Linked DNA regions of Mus musculus: region 2 is linked to region 1. A link is a contact called in public promoter capture Hi-C data. All regions are on one chromosome and are shown on one strand. The core of a region is the stretch at or near the end of the contact, and the rest is flanking DNA. Distances in the headings are between cores, read along the strand shown. Region 1 overlaps Ankrd44 (ankyrin repeat domain 44). Region 2 overlaps Ankrd44 (ankyrin repeat domain 44).

What was found. Capture Hi-C pulls out chosen DNA fragments and counts their contacts.
Region 2: a contact with region 1 is called in a promoter capture Hi-C map of adipose tissue. The contact joins two enhancer-like sites. A contact is called at or near these places in 1 of 15 datasets of contacts at CTCF or cohesin (the NIH/3T3 cell line) and 3 of 9 other capture datasets (adipose tissue, liver and pancreatic islet).

What each region holds. Positions count from the first base shown.
Region 1 is chr1:54,726,253-54,732,123 of GRCm38.p6, forward strand. It overlaps Ankrd44 (ankyrin repeat domain 44), which reads right to left. Exons shown (of 28, transcript NM_001081433.3): 14 at 3,482-3,622; 15 at 1,238-1,318. 4930444A19Rik (a long non-coding RNA gene) reads left to right here. Exons shown (of 4, transcript XR_003948660.1): 2 at 3,052-3,137; 3 at 3,234-3,317. Among named protein-coding and RNA genes, the nearest start is that of 4930444A19Rik, 48 kb to the left of the region's middle. Within about 2 kb of position 3,314, at least 17 of the 459 cell types and tissues checked have an H3K27ac peak or open chromatin away from gene starts, as enhancers often do. A contact at or near this core is called in adipose tissue, where this site is marked.
Region 2 is chr1:54,885,442-54,892,188 of GRCm38.p6, forward strand. The region is part of intron 1 of Ankrd44 (ankyrin repeat domain 44); the gene reads right to left. Among named protein-coding and RNA genes, the nearest start is that of Ankrd44, 38 kb to the right of the region's middle. Within about 2 kb of position 3,285, at least 68 of the 459 cell types and tissues checked have an H3K27ac peak or open chromatin away from gene starts, as enhancers often do. A contact at or near this core is called in adipose tissue, where this site is marked.

The sequences.
Region 1 (5,871 bases), core at 2,064-4,563:
CCGCCGGGGCGAACTGGCAGGTCAACCACTTGAGATGCAAAACCAACAGGTCCTTGACTTGGACAGGTGTGTGGTCTCATTTAGCAAGAAGGAGCTCAGGCCTGCAGTTTCTGGCCCTTCCTCCCTAGTGATCCTGGGTGGTCACAGGGCAAGCCTTCAATTCAGTGGAGAAAGGGAAGCTTCCTGGGGTAAATTGAAATTTTTGTTTGTTTGTTTGTTTGTTTGTTTGTTTGTTTTTGTTTTGTTTTTTTAACATCATCCTTTTAAAACTAGGCGTATTAAGGAGAAACTTGGTCATTATGTTTTATTCACAGCAGTGTCTGTCCCTATCCCAGAAGCACTCAGATATGTCCTTTAACCTGCATCAGGGCTATCTTCTGTGTCCATAGCATAGACCCAGGGACATGAGGAGAGAACAGAAGGGGCAATGTAGGGGCCTTAGAGTGAACACAGCACTCAGGCACGGAAACTCCTCCCTCTGGCAAGTTGAGAAAAAAGTAAACACATTCTGGACCACAGCCTGCAGACTCTTGGGGCACTGTGTCCCTAGGGGGTTGGGAGGATGAGGCACAAAGTAGACAGACTGGTTCACTTGCTTGTTCATTTATTGATAGTTGTTGTACTAGCTAGGTGTCGGGCTCATCACTGGCCACAGATCTCTGCTCTGTTTGTGATCAGACAACAAAGAAGTACCCATGTGTTGATGCCCCTGAGCACTGGCAAATACCCAAGACCTTTTCACAGCAACAGTGAAGCCCCTGTCAGAAGCCAGTCAGGGGCAGGGGAGGTGAAACTGGTCAAATTGTTTACAAAAAGCATGAGGTTATCTGAAAGTCAAGGGTCTGAGGGGAATGTCACACCAAGATCTGAAGACCTATGTCTAATAGAATCTGATAAATAGCTATCCCCAGGTCACCAAAGTAGACCCTAAGGTCCCAAGTGGAAACTCAGCATGTCCCCATGGCATCTGATACATGACAGAATCAGATATGATATTTATTATCAGATATCATATAAGGATGCTGGCCTGTCACAGTGGTGGTCAAAGAAAGCATATAATTTTATAAAAAGTTTCATATACAAGGAGAGTAGAATAGATGGATGTGTTAAAGGTGAGCCTGTATCCCACCCCTTCCTCGGGATTCTAAAGAAAACCCTCAGAAGAAAGGCAGTTATGTGGCAACCCAGAGAGACAAAAGAATAGGGCATCCCACTCCTACACTCAGAAGAAACTTACAGTGCAGCATCTTTTTCCTTCACTTCTCTGGCTCTTTCAAGTTCTTCAGAATTGTCATGGGCATTTCCTAAGATCATCTTACTGTTCAATGTAGGAGATAGAAAAAAATCACAATTAATTTTTTAATTAAAAACTTGTAGACAGTTTTTGCACAATTATATCTCAGTGATTTTTATCCAACCCAAAAGGGACACATTGGTTCTCTCCAAGGCTATCCAGAAAATCTATGTTCTCCCAAGGAACCCAACTGAGAACATCTCACTTTCCTAAAACGTATTCCTAGCTATGAGTGATTAAGACCAGAATCAAGTTGCCTACCCAAGTATAGGTACCCTAAAACTTTCCAAATAAAAAAAAAAGAAACAACTTAGCTCAGGCTCCTCCACCCATACCATACCCTCATGCTTTCTGGCCAGCCCAGCATCTTACATCCTCTAGTGCATTCTTGATCTTCATTTCCTAGAATGACTTTCCATTTAAAATTTCCTTTCTAGCTCTTAAAATATGAAACATATTTGTTCCCTAGCCCCTCCTTCAACGATATTTCCCTAGTGCAAAGCATCGCTCAATTAATAACGTGTGTGGTTATAAAATCCAAGTATTATTAGAAAAATATTTATGTAAACACAAAATGAGGCTGGGCCATGCATGTTCATTTGGGTGCAAATGTGTGGGTACACATATATGTGGAGGCCAGAGGTCAACTTTGGGCATGCTTTATTGAGAGCCATCCACCTTGTTTTTTGAGACAATCCTCCTCATTGTTCTGCAGGCCATCCTGTAGGCTAGATTCACTGGTCAGCAAGCTGTCATAGTGCATGGATTGTTTTTTAAGGTTTATTCTTTTATTATTTTTATTTACATGTATATGTGTGTCTGTGTGGGTGAATGACACACGTGTGAGATGCCATCCTGAGAGAGAGAGAGAGAGAGAGAGAGAGAGAGAGAGAGAGAGAGAGAGATCCCTTAGAGCTGTAGTTATATGTGATCGTGAGCCAACTGAACGTGGGTCCTCTGAAAGAGCAGCAAGCTCTCTTAAGACATATCTTCAGCTTAGATGCCTGGGTGGTATGTGAGTTCTGGATATCAAAATCAGACCTTATGTTTGCTGAGCTACCTCCCCAGCCGTGTGTGTGTGTATACATGTATGTATATATATTTGTTGTTTGTTCTTTAAGACAGAATTTCACGTAGCCCAGGCTATCCTCAAACTATCAGAAGATGAACTTGAATTCCTGATCCCCTTCCTCCCACTTGCAAAATGCCAAGATTGCACATATGTGCCACCTCTCCTGGTTCTTCATAAATATTTCTTAAACACTGGATCACAATCTATTACTAAGTGAAATCAATTACGTTGAAGTTATCAAAATAGGAAGATATAAAGTATCACTACAATAAATGTAAATATGGTTTGTGAGATCTTTTTTATTTCTCATGTATAAACATGTATGTGAACATGTGCATTAAATCATGACATAAGATTATTTTTTATTTGGTTCACCATCTTAAATATTTGAAAGGGCTGGTGGTATAGCTTAACTATTTATATGTTAAACTTGAATGTTTAGATGTCATTGTTCTAGAAAAGTTGCCATTACCCCTTACCCAGAATCAAATGCACCACTGGGGACAGCAAAGAATTCAACAGTTGTCATGCAAACTCATCAGAATCTTCCTATGAATTTAAGAACTACACAAGCTGTGGGACCACGCACCCCTCTTCCTTACAGGAGGGTTCAGTGTTGTAGACTTTCCGAGCCTAGACACCTACAGTCCACACATATTCAGAATAAGACATTCCTCTTCTGCAGCTGCTGAATGAGCGTTCGTGCCCAGGTTAGGAAGAACAGTGCCTAATCTCATCACCAAGGCTGCATTCACTTGGAGTTATTCATTGGTGGGTATTTTTTAACACAGGACATATATATTAGCAGATGAAACATTTATGTGATAATGGTGGGAACTACTGTGTATGACAAATAAATTCCAACAGATTTCCAAAGAACTGGAAAGCCTGGGCTTGGCAGCTCTACTTGGCATTGAACCCAAGAGCAGAGAAGAAGGAGATTACGCAATGGTGAGTAATAATCAAACGGAGAACTGGGAAGCCTGGGGTAGGGGTGATCCTCCACTCTGAATGAGAGATTCCTTGTGTGCAGTTTCTAGGAGGCAGTATGAAAAAAGCATAACTGCCCCCGCCCAGCTCTACCCAAGATGAAGCACAAACAAGGTGATTTTTACTTTCTATCCATGTCTGATGCAGCAGCGTAGTGCAGAGCTGTCCGTCCCCAGTCGTCTGTTTCATTAACGTTGGCTCCGGTGGTCACTAATGCTTTAATACAGTGGAAATGGCAATTTGCAGCTGCATAGTGCAATGGGGTTCTAAAAAAAAAAACAAATAGTGACAGTTATTATCGTTATTACTATTTTACTTTACTTAGTCTAGCAAATAGACTCATCACTAACAGAAGCACTGACTGTAGTAGTCTTGTTTCCACTCTCAGTGTGTGGAGGCTGAGGGAAGCAAAGCTGAGTCCGCAAAGACATGTGGCTTCTGGCAAGGCCAGCCTAAGTGGCACTGTCTTTTCTTTCTATTCCTAGTGCCAACCCTGGGTTAGAGCTAAGCCATTTCTTGTTCATGGCAAGATTGCCCCATGAAGAACCGTCCAGATCATCTTCATTGAGACCATTCTTAGATACTACTAGGGAAAAGATAGGGGTGGGGTTTGTAAGAGGTAGGAGGGTAAGAGAGAGCAATGGAGTGTATAAATATAAAGTATGTTCTATGTGCATGTATGAAACTGTCACAGTGAAATCCATCATTTTGCATTAATTGGAGTATGCTAATGATTTTTTTTACAGACCATTCTTAACTCTTATAAAGCTTCTTCTAATTTCTGGTTGAGTTTTCAAAGGACCAATCCCCACCTATGACAATCCTGTTTTAAAACCATGAGTCTTTCCACCATTGACAAAGGCTGGATTTCTCAGCTTGGAAGTGAAGGCTTTCCTGAGCTGTCTCACTTTCTTCTACAGAGCGTCTCTCATACCCATGCACATTATGAACTCACTAATGAACACAAACTGGATGACGAGGGTACTGGATCATGTTCACACCTCACCTTCACCCGTGGACACTTCTCCCTTCCTACCCACCAAGCTGCATCCACCCTTCCTGTTCAAGAAGCTAGTTCTTTGCATGAGATATATAGGAAACATTGACTTTTTTTTTTTTCCCCCGAGACAGGATTTCTCTGTGTAGCCCTGGCTGTCCTGGAACTCACTTTGTAGACCAGGCTGACCTTGAACTCAGAAATCCACCTGCCTCTGCCTCCCGAGTGCTGGGATTAAAGGCGTGTGCCACCACGCCCGGCCATTTACTTATTTTTAGTTTCAATTATTGACAGTCTTTTTTCTGGTGTGATTAGCCAATATCTCGGGAATAATAACCAAATAAAACACTAAAAATAAAGTATATTTAGCTCAGGAAATTTTTTATTAGTTTTCAAGTATTTTCTTCATTTTATAGACAACCCAGGGCTCTTTTACTGGTTGATTTCTCTCTTCCGTCCAAAAGGAAGAATTACAATTATAAAGCTATAATATTTTACCTATTGGATTGCTTTTAATGAATGGGACTGAAAAATGGCTAGGCATTAGCAGCTTAAGGACAAAGAGGAAGCTAGATGCAGGGACACTTGCCTATGACCCTCACATTGGGGAGGCTGAAGCAGAAGAATTGCGAGTTCAAGGCCAGTTTAGATTACAGAACAAGGCCCGGCTCAAAACTAAATGCAAGGTCTATGGATGTAACTCAATAGTAGAGGGCTTGCTTAGCATGTGCAATACTGTGGCTTTGATTCAAAGCAACACACACACACACATGCACGCGCACACACACACACACACACACACACACACACACACACACGAGGTGGGGAGAGACAAGAGAAAAAGAGAGGAGAAGAGGTGGGGGAGGGAAGGGAATGGAAAAGAGAAAATGACAGTTTTTGTTTTCAGGAGACTGTACAGTCAGATGAGGAAAAACCCCACTAGTAAGGAGTGGTTATAGAGTATTCAGAGTGATAAGGGACACAGAGAGGGACAGTCCCATTAGAATTATGAGACAGTTCCATTTTATCTGCAGCTGGTCAATATCAAAGAGCGAGGGGCAAGTGGTAAAGGCTTAGAAGGAATTGCTAGAGGGAGAGTATGTGTATATACACACCTACATACAGTCATGTGTATGCATCTATACAGTCATGTATGACAAGCAGGATGTGTTTTAGGAAGTGCAGAATTAGGTGGTTTTGTCATTGTATGAATAAAAACTAGGTGATATAGTCTAATACACATTTAAGATATATGGAACCACTATGGTGTATGTGGTCAAGTATTAAATATTGAGTTAAATGTCGCTACTTGGTACATGACTGTGTGTGTGTGTGCATGTGTGTGTGTGTGTGTGTGTGTGTGTCTGTGTGTGTGCATGTGTGTCTGTGTGTGTGTGTCTGTGTGTGTATCTGTGTGCATGTGTGTCTGTGTGTGTGTGCATGTGTGTCTGTATGTGTGTATCTGTGTGTGTGTCTGTGTGCATGTGTGTCTGTGTGTGTGTGCATGTGTGTCTGTGT
Region 2 (6,747 bases), core at 2,035-4,534, 160 kb after region 1:
TTGGAATGTACACCAACCTTTCCTGACTTGACTGTGGGTGGTTGGGGTTGGTTGGTTGGTTGGTTGGTTGTTTTCCAGCACAGAATATTGAACCCAAGACCCCATTGGATGCTAGAACAAGTACTTCCCCACTGATCTACAGCTTAATCCCTCATTCAAAAGCTAATTAATAATACCCTGTGTGTACAGTTAAAATACATTTTATTGACCCACTGATCTGTCACTAGAATGTGAGTTGCTTCCAGTTTGAGGACATTGTAAATAATCTGTTATGATCATCTGTTGGTGCACCACCTATAAATGGGATTACTGGCTGGAAACAATTCTGCTTAACTGTTTTAAGGAAGATCCATACTATTGTCCCATTGTATAGTCCACAGCATTTTAAATTCCTCCCAGCAATTCACAAGGTTTCCCACTTCTCCAAGTTCTCCTCAGCATCATTTCCTGTTTAATCTAGGCTTTTCTTCAGTTAATTGGTTGGATAGCCATTGTAATGGATATGAGGCACATCTCATTTTGTAGCTTTGATTGGCATTAAGGTCCTTAATGATTAGTGATTGCTCCATGCTCTTTTAAATGGTGTTTCAAGATATCTCATTTTGTTTCCTCAGCTCTCTTAGCGGGATAGGAATGTAGTTGTTGCTTTAAGTAGATAACCCTAGATGCTCCAGATCTCTAAGGAGCAACTTCCAACACACTAATACAAAGAAATCAATTTCCATGATTGAGGTTTCAACCTCCTTTTAAAACCTGAAGACAGTCCCAAAAGTTTCCTTCTAGGCTCTTAAACTGGGCAAAGCAGCCTTGAATCCCACACTCTGATAGAGCCAATAATGTCCATTGCTGAAGAAGTATGGACCTGGGACTCTAGTATCACAGGTGCCACTATAAGCTTGGATGTAGCTTCTCCAACTCTTCCTTACTTCTCCTCTCAGCCTCCCCTCCCACTCCTCCCCACATCCTCCTCTTCCTCACCCCTCCCCGACACCCATGCTCTACCATCCCCCTTCCAGGGCTAGCAGAGAACACAACAGGCCAGAAGAGGCAGCCCCCTTCTTAAAGCCAATCTACAAAGCAAAACAAACACAGGCAGCGAAGGAATCTGGGAGGCTAAGATCCAGTTCTGAAGCAGTGGCCCTTCAATTGCTAGGGTCTCAGTTCCACTTGCCTGCCTTTACCAAGGTTGTCTGACCACTGCATAGCATCTAATTCCCATCTATGTATAAGCTGATCTAACCCCACTGAGAGGACTTGAGAAAGTTTACACATTACCTCCAAATCTTTTTCAAATCTTTTTTGTTTGTTTGTTTGTTTGTTTGTTTGTTTGTTTAACTGTCTTGCAATGCATGGTCTTTAATTCAACAGGCAAGATGCTCTGCAGATCACTGTGGGCCCAATGGACCAGGTCCCTAACACTGAGACTCCCCACCCACCAAGTGAGGCTGCCTTCCTTGGGCTCTCCCTAAAACTCCTGAAGTGTCTCCAGTGCAGATAACCAACCACCCTGGATCCATAAGCAGAGAGTAACTTATTAAAACTAGTGTCTCCTAATAAAGAAAACAGGTCACTCTATGTGGTCTGAGCAAAATCCTGCATTTCAATGGGCTCCCCCACAGACAATTAGGGCAGATGCACAGAGACCTGAAGCAAACAATCCTGCAAAGGGAAATTTACCAAACACTTTCTTGCCAACTCAAAATAAAAATACCAGAAGAGAAACAACCTCTTCTTTTTTTTTTTTTTTTTTTTTTTTTTTAAAGATTTATTTATTGATTATATGTAAGTACACTGTAGCTGTCTTCAGACACTCTAGAAGAGGGAGTCAGATCTCGTTACAGATGGTTGTGAGCCACCATGTGGTTGCTGGGATTTGAACTCCAGACCTTCGGAAGAGCAGTTGGGTGCTCTTACCCACTGAGCCATCTCACCAGCCCGAAACAACCTCTTCTAAAGCAAACTTTCCCCTGCCACCTCCGTGCCATTGATGAAGCTTTGATGACTGTGGACTCTCTATATCTTTTGTTGTAGCTATTTACTACTGATCTCCTATTTAATGTGGAATTGCAACGGGGACCCCAGAGAATATAAGACATTTTGTGGCTAAACAAAACAAAACAAAGATGTTTTGAGCCACAATATATATGATGAAGCCAACAGGAGACAGGGAGGCCTGCTGGATTATTCTGAGATACTCACAAAAAAACAAGTCCAAGTCTTCCCCTAAGAGAAGACTAGGACCCAAAAAGTCTCAAATATCAAAACCATATTTTCCATGTGTGATGGGAATATGAAAAAAACTGGAGGGAAAACAGATATGTAAAATGCACACACATAACTAGAACTCTCAACTTAAATTCTATCAAATATGATACGTGCTAGGCTTTACAACGAGAATCCAAATATCAGGGACAGATCACCCTGTCATCTAAAACAAAATATTCAAGCACTTTTATACAAACAAACCTTCTTGGTCATGTAATAGTTCCCTCTGACAGAGCAGTCTGGGCAGAGAGCAATAAACAAAATCCAGACAGGAAGTAGCCAGAGAGAATAAAGGCAGAGCGTTCTGGCCCCATCTCCTTGTAGAAAAACAAGAAATATTGCTCTATTTTAACAGAATCATTACAGAGCCCAGAGCCAAACTATAATGTGTGTTAATATGGTCAGTGAGGGGAGTAGGGTCTACAAGTGAGTTTTGAATGTTTTGGCCCCGTTCCTAGAATCAGCGCCATGAAATCAGCTCTAACTACTGACCACTGGCAGTGCCAGAATCCAATTCCCATCCAGAATGAAATATTTTTACTTCATCCCTGGAGGTCAGCCTTTGCAAAGCCTTTTCTCGTTTTGACACATGTGGGTTTGTGCACATGGAAATTCTCTATTAAAACTTCTACTTGCTAAAATAAGTCCAACCTTCCCACAAAAGAATGCGTAAAGAAAGCACCGTGCTTTTAACTTAAGAATGACAGTACATTCCACAGTTACTTTCCTAACATAGATGTCTGAGCACCAACGTTCAGCAGAAAGAGAGCACTGCATGACATGCTGGGGCAATCACTGAATAATCATCATGCCTCCCAAGAGACATGTGTCAATTTCAAGCATGTCTGAGAACCACAGCCGTAAGGGGCAAGCGTCAGCATTCCTCCCCAGCAGAGGCCCTGGGTGTCTCCTAAACGTACATTCTCCATTCCCTCCACACTAATAGACACTCAGACAGGCACATGCCTATCTAGGGGAAGATTTATTTCTCAACCACCCTTGCAGATAAGTCAGCATGTGACTGGTTCTGACCAATGGGCCCTTGACCACAAAACGCTCTTAAAAGGAAGAGATTATGCCCTCTTCCTGCTATCTCTGCTCAAGATTTTAGAGCAGAAATTCAAGCAACCATCTTTGCCAAAAAAAAAGTGGAAGCTATACTAAAACACGTAAAACACACATGCACGCACACAGGCTCGCCCCCACCATGTGCAGAAGGGAGAAAGCTCTGTGGAATCATTCTTCCAGCCTTGGCTAGTTTGTGCTCAGACCACTACAGATCAGAGTTAAATCAGTTCCTGCCTTGTTAGTGCCCAGCAACTGCACAGCCTAACGCACATCTCGCGAGACACTATGAATCCAGCCATTGTTTTTTCGTTTGACTAGCCACTTGGGGGGCTAGGGGGAAGAGACTCAGATAAGATCTTATATAACTCAGACTGACCTTGAACTCACTTCATAGATAAGGATAATCCTGAGTGCTTGATCCTCCATACTCTACCTGGCATATGTCAAATTATGTGCGCTCACCACTGTGCCCACTAGCAGCCATTTCCTAGGACGCACTGTAAACTTCCTGATATGAGCAACCGTGGGGATTTGGTGTCCCTTTGCTATTATGAGCCATGTTTCTGAGATTCTAGTTGCAGTTTTTACATATATACAAAATCACATGTAAAGCAATCCTTCAGGCCGGGCACCTTTCCAGAAGGAGAAAGCAGTCTGTTTTATCTCCTGTGTCAGTCACCCAGCACGCACACATCACACCTGTGTGCAGTCATTAAGGCAACACAAGTCCAGGCACCAGAGTCTTCCCCATCATTTGTAAAGTTAGACCCTTGCCTCAGTGTGGTGGCACTTGTTGTAACTCCAGCACTCAGAGGACTCAAGCCAGGGAATTAGCTCTAGGCCAGCCTGGGCTACCCACCAAGACCTTGACTCAAATAAACCAAAACAGAATAGAATCAAATGGGAGAATCATCATAACCTCCTCCTAACAGCTGAGTCTAAGGAGGTGCCATTCTTCTAGCTCAAGAAGAATCAAACGCCAGACTCTGTACACTTGGGCCATACACCTAGGTCAAAGTTATCAGGTCAGGTTGTATAGGCTTGTAGTGGCTATTCCTGGTTGTCAACTTGACAATATTTGGAATGAACTACAATTCGGAATTGGAAGGCTCACCAGTGACCCTTATCTGGAGGCTTGGAGATCCTTATCTGGATCTTGGTTTGAAGATCTTGAGCCATAGTGGCTATGGATTCCAGAAGATTGAATCTCCGAGTTAAGGAACACACCTTTAATCTGGGCTATGCCTTTCATCTGGGATTAAAGGTGTGGTGGAACACACCTTTAATCTGGGCTACACCTTTTGCTGGAGACAATATAAGGACATTGGAAGAAGGGAGTCTAGCTCTTGCTCCTGCTCCTTCGCCTGCTTGCTGCGTGAGACTGAGTAACTGCTAGATCCTTGGACTTCCATTCACAGCTGTGACTGAACGATTGTTGGGAATTGAGCTGCCGACTGTAAGTCATCAATAAATTCCTTTATTATCTAGAGACTATCCATAAGTTCTGTGACTCTAGAGAACCCTGACTAATACAGAAGTTGGTACCAGGAGTGGTTCTAGAGTAACAGAAGTACAAGGATGAATCTTTTAAAATACTGGAATTGGCTTGTTGATCCACCAGCACTTTCAAATATTGAAACCTCTCCAGATTCTCTCCCTCCTGGGAGCTCAGAGAATTTTGAAGACCCATGGTTGAAACTATATTCCGAACTTAAAGAAGCTAATGCCCTTGATTTTCTTAATGAATTAGGTGATTCAGTGCACAAAGCTTTCTACAAGATGGGAAAAAAATCGAAAAATGATTTTACTGGCTGGCTGCTCTTAGTATCTGTGGAAAAAATGATGAATGAAAGGAAGGAGTTGTGTGATAAAATCGAAAGGCTCCAGACACAAGTAAACGATCTAAAAGTTGCTAAGTGTGTCCTTGAGGAGAATCTTCTCTCTTGTAGCAATAGAGCTCAAGTTGCAGAAAATCAAACAGAAACTCTCATTGTAAGGTTGGCTGAACTACAGAGAAAATTCAAGTCTCAGCCTCAGAGTGTGTCGACAGTTAAAGTAAGGGCTCTAATTGGCAAAGAATGGGATCCTACAACATGGGACGGGGATGTGTGGGAAGACCATGTTGAAGCTGAGAATTTTGAATCCTCAGATTCTCAAGGGTTTGCCCCACCTGAGGAAGTAGTACCCTCAGCCCCACCTCTTGAAATAATGCCTTCCCCACATGAGGAAATTAATTTTGCAGAGTCTGCTCACGGCCCACCAATAGTTTCTTCTAGACCTGTAACCAGACTCAAAGCAAAACAGGCTCCTAGAGGGGAGGTAGAAAGTATAGTCCATGAGGAAATTCGCTACACTACTAAGGAGCTTAATGAGTTTGCTAATTCATTCAAGCAGAAACCTGGTGAATATGTGTGGGAATGGATTTTAAGGGTGTGGGATAAGGGTGGAAGGAACATAAAACTAGAGCAGGCTGAGTTTATTGACATGGGTCCTCTGAGTAGAGATTCTAGGTTTAATACGGAAGCTCGCATAGTTAAAAAAGGTGTCAAAAGTTTGTTTGAATGGTTGGCTGAGGTGTTTATCAAAAGATGGCCTACTGGAAATGACTTGGAGATGCCTGATATTCCGTGGCTTAGTGTTGATGAAGGGATTTTAAGACTTAGGGAAATTGCAATGCTAGAGTGGATATATTGTGTAAAGCATAATTGTCCACAATGGGAAGGTCCAGAAGATATGCCTTTCACCAGCTCTATAAGACGCAAATTGGTGAGAGGGGCACCAGCACATTTGAAGGGTTTTGTTCTTTCCCTTTTCCTTGTGCCAGATCTTAGCATTGGAGATGCTTCTGCTCAATTAGATGAATTAAATTCACTGGGTTTAGTTGGATCCCGAGGTAACAAGGGCCAGGTGGCAGCATTGAATCGCCGGAGACAAGGTGATCCTAGTTATTATAATGGACAGCGTAGACAAAAGAATGTTTATAATAACATACCCAGTAATGGTCAGCACAGGAGAGGTGAAATTTATAATGGCATGACTCGCTTGGACCTTTGGTACTGGCTAATCAATCATGGTGTTTCCAGGAATGAAATACATAGGAAGCCTACTGCATATTTGTTTGATCTGTATAAGCAGGAAAATTCTCAAACAAATGAAAGAAAGGCTACATTAGATCGTGGTAAACAGCAATCTCGGCCAGTGAATCAATTTCCAGACTTGAGACAGTTTGCAGATCCGGAACCCCTTGAATGAAGGGGTGGCCAGGTTCCTCTGAGGAAGGATCTTGATAAGACACTCAAAGGTTTTGCTGTTACCCTTTCTCCAGTTCTTCCCCAGAGGGACCTACGGCCTTTTACAAGGGTAACTGTACACTGGGGAAAAGGAAATAATCAGACTTTTCGGGGTCTGCTGGAT